2 separate regions of the Bactrocera dorsalis genome follow, and region 1 is linked to region 2. Evidence: chromatin contacts called from public Hi-C data. All regions are on one chromosome and are shown on one strand. The core of a region is the stretch at or near the end of the contact, and the rest is flanking DNA. Distances in the headings are between cores, read along the strand shown. Region 1 has its middle 67 kb from the start of LOC105233616. Region 2 holds the start of LOC105233616 (transcriptional regulator ovo).

Region 1 (5,770 bases), core at 2,553-5,052, 68 kb after region 2:
TATATATTTTGGTGTTTAAGTAGTGAATACAAAGTGTTCATACAATTATTTTTATATATTGCTCTATTGGAGCCAGTTTTCTAAGCCTTTTGTAAGAAAAGTATTTCCAAACCATTCAGCTGCTTCTCTGCATAATCGTTCTTCCGATGCACTCTTCGCTATAGCGTTCAACAGTTTTCTCCTTACGTAAGACAACCCATCGCTACATAACATGTTGAATCTGGACTCTTCAGGGAAGATTACTCTCTGGAAATCAACTTCAGTTCAGCTTTCAAGCTGTATAGCCCACCGGAGGCGTTGTTGATGCATATTCTTAGTGAAAAGTGTCTTTTTGCGGATCGTCAAGCGTTTAAACCAGCATACCGGAGCCGGTTTCGTATAGTTCTAGTAGTGATTTCGGCTCCAAGATCTTCTATGATCCCGATTCTGCTGTCCTCAGTGGTTTTAAATCGATCCTTTAGACTAATTCGTTTCCCCTACAAAATGTTTTCCTTGCTGCTCATGAGTCTGGTTTTCTACTCATATACCCACTATTTCGAAATTTTTTCAAAAAATCCCCGACGGCAGACCTTCTTGAATTCAACTCTTTCACTGATCTTCCGTATGCTAAGATTTTTTTATACGAAAAAAAGTCGTTTTTCAATCAAACATTTTACCTACATCATTAATTTTTCATTCCATTTTTTGTTTTTCCTTCAAATCATTGCTACGAAATCATTGCACTGTAGAATCATTTTAGTCTGCTTTCTTTATCATAAACATACATAGGTATTTGAGTGGCACAAAGCTCCGAAGGTTCTGAAGTTATTGAAAATTTGCCTCTGAGAGTTAGTAAAGGACCGCAACATCTCTTATCGACTGAACCATTTTGTTCAACATTTTGGATTTCAAGCGCGTCAGACTCGTGCCGGAACCCCTGAATTTTTTTCCAAAACGGCGTCGGGTAAAGGTTACAGAAGGAATGCTTGAGCACATAGCTGAGGATCCAATCCTACATTCATCAACCTGGTTTTTACATGTGACAAGATTTAGGTTTATGAGTAGGACGTCGAAAGTGGCAAAGTTCATATACAGGTATTTATTGCAAATTCAGCCGAAAAGTATTTTTGATGACTGAAATTGAAGTTAAAATTCTAAAAACCATTATTACTTTACATTACTTAAAAAGCTGAATATCTTGAGAAGTATTAATGATAGCGACTTTGACTTCGGAACTTTTCATAGCAAATAAAATTTCCTACAAATTTGCCATGAACATTTTTTCTATAGCTCCTGTCTTTTAAGAGATATGTATATACAAAAAAATGCGAAGTTCTTGGAAAAATTGGAGTTAGAGCTCCATACTACCTCGCCGGTGTGAGTTACGACTTTGTTGTGCTGGCCACTTTTGTAGAGTGAACAATTCTGAGAAATATGCCTCTAAAGTCAAAGCGATGCCGTAAAATACCTCTGATCTGTAGGAATTTAAAGATAAAAACTCACGATTGTAGTGTATTTTTTATGGAAAAATTTTCCAGTCCTTGGTCCAGTTCTTAATTTTAATATTAAGGGCTAAAATTTTCGTGACGGGACTAAAAAAAATTAATAGTTCAAAAAAAAAAAAAAAAACACCCTAATATACATATATATATATATATATATATGATATGTAATTTGTTTATTATTCAACACCTACATACAGTTATTTAGTTATGAGAGCGAACCTTCCGCTTAGAATTTATTTCATTAACATTACAAATGTAAGTATATATACAAATATGTAATATATGAGCCCCCGTGCACATACTTATAAAGGAAATGGGGACGCATGCCATTTTAGGGGAAGCAGTCAAAATAACACAAAAAATCAAAATTCAAAACAGTATTTAATGAAACGAAAAGCAAAAACATAAATGTCAGCTCAGTTCTGTACGCAACCTAAAAAATAAATAAAAATATATTTTAATGCTGAAGTTGTTTACTTAACTTTTGCTCTCTTTTATTTTGGTTGCTTTGTTCTCTTTACATCGTGGTGAGTCAGTAAACACTGCCACTGTGAAAAACGAATAAAAGTACATATTTTGAAGTCGCTGAAGTTAAAATTTTTGAATAACATTAGTTGGTATGATTTGATGAAACATTTTCGAATATAATTTTCAGGTATTTTAAGTGGCCTCCTTCCTTCGCTCAACATATCAAATATTTTTCTCAGTTCATTAATTAATTGTTAAATTTTATTATCAAAAAGAGGATAACTTTACTCTTGACGCGTCCATGAATATAACGAATTCTGTTGGTCATATGTAGTCTACTTGATATTGGATTTCAGTTTCATAGTTTGTGGCCCCGCCCTCCACTAAGTTTTTTGTACATATCTCGGAAACTACTATAGCTATGTCAACCAAACTCTACAGGGTCGTTTCTTTCAGACATTTTCATATGCAGTTCAAAAATGGAAGAAATCGCATAATAACCACGCCCACCTCCCATACAAAGGTTATGTTGATAATCACTAAAAGTGCGTTAACCGGCTAACAAAAACGCCAGAAACACAAATGGCGGCAGGAAGCTGCACCCAGGCTTTTTTTAAAAATTGAAAATGGGCGTGGCGTCGCCCACTTATGGACCAAAAACCATATCTCAGGAACTACTCGACCGATTTCGGTTTACAACCACGCCTTCTTCCAATATAACGCTATTTTGAATTCCACCTGATGCCTTCTCTGTATAATATATACATTAGGAACCAATGATGATAGCGGAATAAAACTTTACAAAAATACGGTATTTGAGCTAAGGTATACCTTGTGAAAAAAAAAACCAAAGCGCTGGCTCCATTCTTAACACTTTTACGCACCGTTGGGTGTCAGTTGATGTTGACCGTCCTGAAAGTGGTTCACCATCAACGCGTTCTCGGCCCTCTTTAAATAATTTTTACCAATCAAAACCGAAGGCCTCTTCCAACATTCTGAATGTTTCTGCACCAGACATTTTATTCCTCACACAAAATTTAGTGAAACTTCTTTGTTAAATAATTTCACCCAACGAAAAAATCTCCGAATGCACTTTATATATATATACTATATATTTAACAGCCACCCTGTGCTTGTCTGTCATTAAAGGATAGGCCACTTTTGCTGGACACACAAAAAGAATATTGAGATATGAAATTTCTATAGAAATTATTGCTTTGAAGTACCTTTCCTACCTTCCACAGCTAATTGAAATAAATAAGCTCCTTACAAATAAAAGCACTTGAAGAAATAACACTAAAGAATGAATAAGAAATTAATTGGCGCACAAATACAAACACAACGCTATATGTACCATCTCCATATGTAAATATGCACTCACAAATTGCTCTCCCATCACCTCATACGCACATATACCACTACACGCCCTCCTACCACGCACCTTCTACCTTCTCGGACCAAGGAGAAAAAAAAAATTACCAAAAACCATTTCATAAGCGCCGTGGGCTGTTCAACGCGTATTTGTGCATTGTTGTTGCTGTTGTTATTTTAAATTACTTCACTTTTTTATGGCGTCTGCGTGCACATGTTTTGTAAATTCGCGAAATACCCAGTTAAATGGCAATAATATGAACAAGAACAGGAAAACAAGTCCACAGAAGGTATAACAGTAGAAAATAACAACAAAAACAACAACAACAATGTGTATATTATGACAGCAGTAGTACGTGTCTGTGGCGGCGTAAACGAAAATGAATTGATCACTTTTATTTATTTACCGTAATGTACACAGACGACGCACAAGCAGACAGACACGGCCAAATACATAAGTACACTTGCCTGTGTGTGCGGCTGTGTGGCTATAAAAAGCGCTCGATTGCCGCTATTTACATACAGACATTTGTACTTCAAGTGTGTTTGCTCACTTTGTTGGCCATAAAAATTTACACTCGCTCGCCGCCGTCAAAAGTGATCACTTATTACGTAAATGCCTGCATGTGTATATGTGTGCTTGGATGTGTGTGTATTTGTAGTGAGCAGGGCTCTTCGCTCTTGTGAGCGTCGGCGGTGGCGGCGCGTGAGTGGGTGGTGTTCACCGCTAACTGTTTTCAGCCAAGGCGAAGGTGAAGAGCGTTCTTTCTCCGCACTCTAGCGAGCAATTCGCGCTCGTACGTGTTGTTCTTTGTCGCCGACTGCCAGAAGAAAGCGTCTTTTTGTCATTTTTCGGCTGCCGAAATTCATATTGTACATGCAAATTTTATTAATGCTTGTTGTTGCTAGTATTGTTTTTGTTGAATTCTCAACTTCTGCGCCTTGCTCCTTCGCTCATTGCCCTTAAACTACGCATGCGCCTGCTTCTTCTTATTCTTCTTCTTCTTCCTCTGTTTTTTTCTTGTTGTCATTCAGCACTTTATTGTTTTTGTGTTGTTGTTTGTGGCTTGGGTGTATGCGATAAATAAAATTACAGTCAGTTTTCGGCTCCGACATTCTTTTGTGGGTGTGTTTTTCGCATTGGTCACCAAATCTGAGTCACATTCCACACTTTATGGTGATCAATTATGATTGCTGCTTTACTGTTATTGTTCTGGTGTAGTGTTTATCTCTTGCCACAAACAAAGAAATATTTTTTTTCGGCCGCCAACTGATTAATGAAGTTGTTAAATATTTGTTATACAAATTTTAATTGCGAAAAATGCTTAATAATGGTTTTGAATTGTAAGCCGCTGATGGCATGAGATTTGGAAACCTCAAAGTAAGGAGTCGCCTTTGAAGGCACTTAATGTGGATTGCAACGATAAAGGGATGTTATTTGCATTTTTGGTTGAAGTTACATATTTTTAACAAAATATTTTTATACTAAATAAATAAACAGTCTGAATGAATGAAAGCAAATGGATATTAACTCAGGTATCCATGCTTAGAATATTGATCAAGAATTAAGTGGTTCAGAACAAGTGTCAGAATAATTGCTTTCCTAAAGCCTTTCTATTAAAGTCCTGTGAATCTTCTCTCTACCGTGCGCTATGTTCAATCAATTATCAAAGGTTGATTATAATGCTATTTACAGCTTGTGAGAACATTTCATTCATCGTTCAGGCTGTTCTTTTAGACTTGTAGTACTCAGTGTGACAATGGTTTTTTCGGCAAGTACTACTTTATTAATACTCATTTTGGTTTTCCACTTCATAGGTAACAGACTTAATCTACTTACTTACTTAGTTACTGAATGGGTTCAAAAAGAGGTGACAATTTTCACAAGAAGATTTTGTTCAACGATGAAGCTCACTTTTGGTTGAATGGATACGTTAATCAAAAAAATTGTGGAACTTGGAGTGCTAATAATCATCCACAAGCTATCGTTGAAACGCCATTAAATCCTCATAAGGTCACGCCCCACATTTTTTCAAAATGGCAGTCAATGGGAGTCCATATAGAGCCGTGACTAACGACTTTTTTGTGCCTAAATGGAAGGCTGTTAATGTGGAAAACCTTCTGTGCCAATATGGGCCGGCGCCACATGCCTTACATCTACCAAAACAATCTATTTATTGATGGAAAAATTTCGTGATTGCTTTATCCCGCGCTAGCGAGCTAGAAATAGCGCGCCAGTCGATTATTCTTTTCACAATTTGGCGTCAATTTGAGATTCCAAGTGCAGCCACGTCCATTTCCAGCGGAATTCTACAACGGAGTGGAGGTCTTCTCTTTCTTTGAATATTTTCAGAGCTGTAGTACAGCCCATCGTTCCATCGAATGCGATATACGCCGCTGCCAATGCGCAAAGAACCATAAATTTTGCGCAGAATCTTTCTCTAGAA
Region 2 (5,973 bases), core at 1,946-4,445:
TTTTATTTAAAATTGTAATTATTTTTTAATTAAATTATTATTCAACTTAAATAATTAGTCGTACTTAAAAAATTTACTTTAATTAAAATATTTTCTTACACAAAAACAATATTTTAAAATAACTTTTTATGTAAAAAAATATGTACACATATTTTTTAATTAAGTTGATTTTAATAATTTTTTTAAGTAATTTTTTTAATTATTTTTTTGGTTTGCAATTATAAAACTATCTTTAAATTTAAATCAAAAATTTTTTTAAATTAAATTATTGTTTAACTTAAAAACTTATTCTTACTTAAAAAATTTACATTAATTGAAATAATGTCTTATGTGCAAAAAATATTGAAAAATAATAATTGTGAACAAAAATATATATTTTTTAATTAATTTTAATTTTAATAATTTTTTAAATATTTTTTTTTTAATTTTTTCCTGTGTTTTAATTATAAAAATATACTTAAATTAAAATTAATATCATTTTTTAACTAAATTATTATGTAATTTAAAAAATTAATTTTACTTAAAAAATTAATTTTAATTCCAATTTTTTCTTGTAATCAAAAAAAGTTTCAAATTCTTTTTTATGGTTATATAAATATACTTTTTTAATTACGTTAATTTTAATAAATTTTAAGAAATTTTTTTCATTAAAAATATTTTAATTAAGCAAATATGGCTTAATTATTTCGAAAAAAGTATTTTGCATGGAAATTTGCTATTTTTTTTAAACCTGCAGATATCTAGCTCTCATTTCTAATTCGATAAATTCCCTGTGCGTCAATGACTTTCAGCATTTTTATTCGTTGAAAATATTTTTTAATTACTTTTTAATTTTTTGTTTCGCTCATTTGTAGCAATTTGTTCTTTATTTATATTTATGTTGTTTTTATTTGCTATTTTTCGTGTTTTTGCATAGATAATTGTGTTCTAACAACGTGTTTATAGCATTGCTCTCAAAAATAGTCGAAAATCTATTTTTGTACAAAAGACTTAAGCAGCGAACTTGTTTAGACACATAGTATTAAGCAACTCCTTATATAAACTTTTGATGAATAAATAAAAATAAACGGTATATTTGCGTCAAAACGAGAGTGACACGCAGTTGAATATGCTTTCAATTTTTTATGCAAATATTCAGAAAATAAATAAAAATATTTTTAGAATAATACATATATGTTTGTTGTAGAGCAGGAATTGGAAGTATATATGCAGTGAGCAGGCTAGCGCGACTGGAAGCGCATTTAGCATTAAAAAAAATTATTTATTGGGAAAAATTAAATTTTGGTGTTTTTAAAATTTTTCAGATTTGACTTAAAACTGCAAATATTAATTTTTAGATTTGTTAAATAATTTTGAGCTCCATTAAACACTAAATATTTGTTTCTTTTAGCAATAATGGATAAGAATGATAGCATAAGTGGCTTTAAGGGTCAATAAAAATTTTGCTTAAAATATGAAATACAATTTTGTATATTTTCTAAAATATGCTTATTTACTTTTGAACTCATATTCTTGCGGAAAATGATTATTTTTTTAATGTTTCTTCCTCAAAAAATATGTTTTGATTCTATTGGTTGTCGTATTTCCATTAATTTTATTTGGGAAAGAGAACTCATCACCTTAGTCAGGGAACTAATTACAGTTTTTTTTATCAAAAAATATAACTTTGATTCTCTGAAAGCCATATTTTTAGGGAACTAAAATTTTTCTTAAGAAAAAAATAACACAAAAGACTTAAGACACGAACTTGCATGGACTACTTTTTTCTTTATATGTTTTTAAAACATTTGAATATTGAATTCAAAAAAATGTTCACTGTTTTTATTATTTTTGGGAATTCTTTTTTGAATTTATTAAAATTAATTAATTTTCCACTTTATTTGCAGCGAAGTTCGTTGCTTAAGTCTTTTGTGTCCCGCCTATAAAACCATGGCAAATGTGTCTGTTTAAGCCCAGAGCAGCACATACGCATAAAAAAAGAAGCCTAATAAAAAAAATTAAATTTATCTTCTTTTCGAATCTATATAATCTATATATCCAACCTACAACAACACTTCACAGAACAAAGAAACAAAAAAATCGAGTAAAAATCTGCGACTTACCTTCAGCAGCGTCAGCATCTTTATCAACATTATGTAATTTCTTCTCCTGCTGTTGTTGTAGTTGTAATTGTTGTTGGCCGAAATAGTAACGGCGATGATGGAAGCGCTTGCGCGAAAGCGGTGGTGTATTTGGCGCAGTTGTTTCTGCTGTTTCTGTTGTTGTTGTGGTCGGCTTCACCAGGAGATTCACTGGTTCCTCACTTGTCACATTGGCTGTCTGCGTATCCTCAATAACTGCCGACACTGTTGTTGCCGTTGCTGTTGTGGGCGATGTGCTGCGCTTGTCCACCAGCAAGGCAGTGGCTACCTCAGCTTTGCCCAGCGGCTCGGGCGTCTTGGGCGGCTGCACCGGTGCCGGTACGAGTGCTGGCGGCGAGGGCGTTGTGTGCGCTCTATAGCTACCATGTAGACCGAGTTGGTGCCGTGCTGGCGGCGTGTATGAACGTGTGGCAATGGACGATGTGTTCGGCTTGCCGTTGCCCACCGGTGGTGAAGGACTCAACGGTGGCACGAGGCGATCATCTTCGTTTTTGTCCTGCAACAGATTCTGTGATTCCAGCAGGCGTTGTTGCTGCTGGTGCAGCCGATTCTTGATGAGAAAAATTTTCGGCATTTTAACGGTTGTGTGTGTTCGTTTTGGGCAAAAAGTTTAAGTTTTTTTTATTAGCTTTAACTTTCTTTCTCTTTTCACTGGGTTTGGTATGTTGTAGTCATAGTCACTGCCAGCAAAACACTAATCCACGCTGTGTGTTTTTGCTGGAGCTGCAAGTGCCGCTATATTGGCGTGCACAGCTGTTGTTTGTGTTGGAAAATTCTTTTTGAAAATTTTTGGAATTTTTCAATGCGTTTACTTATGTGTAATTTTTGCAAAATTTAACTTTTTGTTGACTGCGCGTGTGCGCCATTTCGTACACTGCACAAAGTATTCGTTTTTGAATTTTTTTTATTTTTTGAAAAAATTTGTGTTTTGAAATTTTTTATTTTTTAAAAAATTATTTTTAACACAAAATTTTGTTTTTGGATTCAAAATTTATTTTTTTGTGGAAAATTTTTTTCTCAAAATTTCTTCTTCAAATTTTTTTTCTCAATTTTTTTTTCTTAAATTTTTTTAAATAAATTTTTTTTTGTTTTAAATTATTTTTTTTTCACCGAAATTTATGAACACACTTTTATTGTATTTCAGTTTTTTAAATTTTTTTTCAATATTTTTTGAACACAGTTCTAGTGTTAGATTTACTGTTCGGGCAGTTTTCCGTTTTGAGGACGAATATAAATTCGATATTCGTTTATTTAATTAATATTTGTTCACTTTTTTAAATTCTTTTGTTTTTTTATTAGTATTTCTGTTTTTCAATATTTTTTAAATTATATTTTAATAATTTTTTTTATCAAAAACTGTTTGAAAATTTTTTTCAATTTATTTTATACTTCTTTCTTTGCTAAGCTCGCGGCTAATAATCCTTTATTTTCTTATAAAAATTTCATATTTTTCACTTCTCACAAATATTCACTTCACTTGGACTATTTTCCGATTTTCAGCCTTTTGCTTAATGCCTTGCGCTTGTTTCTGTTTCCTTGCGTTGTTTTCTGGCAGTAGGAAATTTCAATGCTACACAAATGTATAGGCACTTATATGTGTGTATGTATGTATGTGTTTGCTTTTCAACTTAGAACTTCAAGAACAAGATCAAGTGATGATGATGCACTGTTAGTTTGATTATTGCAAAGCGACGAACGCGATTTGGAAGCGCTACACGCGTGTATCCTCAACGCTGGATCGTCTCTTACTGTATTCCAGCGGTACTCGCGCACAAGCAGTTAGTCCAAAGTCGGCCCGTTGTGCGGACGCTGTCGACGCTGTCGACGCCGTCAATCAGCAGCAGCGGTTCATCCAATACCCACACACACTCACACTCACTCGTAGACACACAGGTGTGTGAGTTTAGGCGCAAGTGTGTAGAAAGTGTAGCTCAACGCCGACAATGTCGGGCAACGGTGGCGCATCGGCACTTTTACACGGCCGCTCGATCGTTGGCGACCGTCGTCGTTACTTCGTCTTTTCAACGAACACTTATTTTATTATAAGAACTAAGCGGTTGTGCGTATGTGCGTGTGTGTGCCGTTGTTAGAAGTTCTTACTTTTGTCACTAATATATTTTTATGCTATGTTGTTGTCGTTGTTGTAAATGCAGAAAAACACCGTAAGCCGCAGTGTAACGTACGAGCAGCGTATGCGGTTAGAACTGAGCGCGACATTCGGCCGATCAGCGTTCTAAGCCAAACCAAGCGCTCTCTGCCAAGCCTCGTTTGCGTGCCCAAGTGGGTTGACGCAGCAGCAGCAGCAGCAGCGCCTGTGCGTGTATTGGTGCTGAGTGCAGGTGATCTTGGCTCAGGTAAGCCCACAACTTCCCGCTTGCAAGTGCTTGGGGTTGTTTGCTTGCTGCGGCCTCCTTGTGTGCTGCTCTCTGCTGTCGCGCTCTTTGTATTTGTTTGTATGTGTTGTTGTCTATGCGTGTGTGTTTGTGTTTAACGGTTTTAGCATTTTACCTGTCTTTACTGTTTCTTCTGATTGTCGCTGTGTGTTGCTGTTGTAGCGTCTCGGCACGCATACTCGCTCATTTCGCGCTGTCTCACCTGTTAGCCGCTTATTGGAGATTTTCCCAACTGGCGCTCTCTCATTCATTGTGTGTGTAGCGTGCTCGCGCTCTTGCGCTGCTCACTGTTGATTTCTTCGCATACAGTTACTCAGCTGAGCGCCCGCTCGGCTCTAGCTGTAATGGCCGGTAGCTCCAATGTACGGTTGTTGTTTTGTTGTTTGTGTTTGCTCTTCAACCACATGTTTTTGTCATACGCGTATAACTCTTCGTCGCGGCCCGTCTCGTCGCCGCGTAGTGCCGCTGGCTTCAGGTCTGCTTCGCATTTGTATGCTTGCTTAGTTTTTCTTTCGTAGTTTTGCTTTGGTTTCTTGATTTGCGGCTTTATTCCGACTTGAATTTGGCTTCGCCGGCCGTGCCGTCAGCCAGCGGTCGCGGCTTCATAGTTCAGAGTCAAGGTAGAGGTAATACTTGTATTACCTTTGTGCCAGGTTTTTTTTATTTTTGGTTTCTGCTGTTGTTGTTGTGCAGGTTGTACGTTAGTATTCAGCTTGTTGCTTGCTGCTCTTCTTCTTCTTCTTCAGCTTCGTTTTTAACCACTCCGCTGTGTGTCTCTATTATTGCCGGCAAGTTGGCGTTGCTGTGTTGTTGTGTTTTTCTGCATTTTCGTCGTTTTCGGCCGCGATGGTGTCTGAGCTGTTACTTCATACAGCACTTTTCGTCGTGTTGGTGTGTGTGTGTGTGTTGGCATATAACTCTTGCTTTAACGATGTTTTTCTTGTTATTGCTCTTGACTCTGAATTTTAGCCATTTGCGGTCTTTTTGGTGTTTAGATTGATTTTTATTTTTGTTTTTATTGTTGTTCTTCGAAATAGTTTCTTTTTTTGGCCTCTTGGCTTGTTGCATGTTTATCGCTGCAGTTCTTGGTGGTTTTTCGCTTTTGGCCAAATTTAAGGCAGGCAGCTCGTGGTTTCCCATACTCGTGTGTATGTATGTAACCGCAAGTTGTTGTTGTGCAATAAGGATTGGAAGAAAATTGGATGTTTGGTAGTCGCTGGCAGTTTTTGCTTTTGTTGAGCGCGATTGTATGTGTGTGTTTCCGTAGATAATAGGTTAGTTTTCTTCAAGTGAGTGCAGCGTGGTTTCGCTTTTCGATTTTGATTTAAGCAATGAAAGCTTCTTTGAGGAAGGAATGGTAACTAAATATATTGGTGGTTATATTATTCTTTCGCTGTTTTTAAGATTATGTATTTGCATTGTATATATTTTGTAGGGAG

The links. A called contact is a pair of places that touch in the nucleus more often than the background predicts.
Region 1: a Hi-C map of whole body shows a contact between it and region 2, with 9 times the contacts expected there. The contact joins the enhancer-like site here to the promoter of LOC105233616 in region 2. A contact is called at or near these places in 2 of 2 Hi-C or Micro-C datasets (both in whole body).

What each region holds. Positions count from the first base shown.
Region 1 is chr4:67,762,964-67,768,733 of ASM2337382v1, forward strand. No RefSeq gene overlaps it. Among protein-coding and RNA genes, the nearest start is that of LOC105233616, 67 kb to the left of the region's middle. Within about 2 kb of position 3,803, the one cell type or tissue checked has open chromatin away from gene starts, as enhancers often do.
Region 2 is chr4:67,695,233-67,701,205 of ASM2337382v1, forward strand. LOC105233616 (transcriptional regulator ovo) reads right to left here and starts at 3,196. Exons shown (of 4, transcript XM_049454395.1): 1 at 2,103-3,196. The coding sequence starts at 2,715.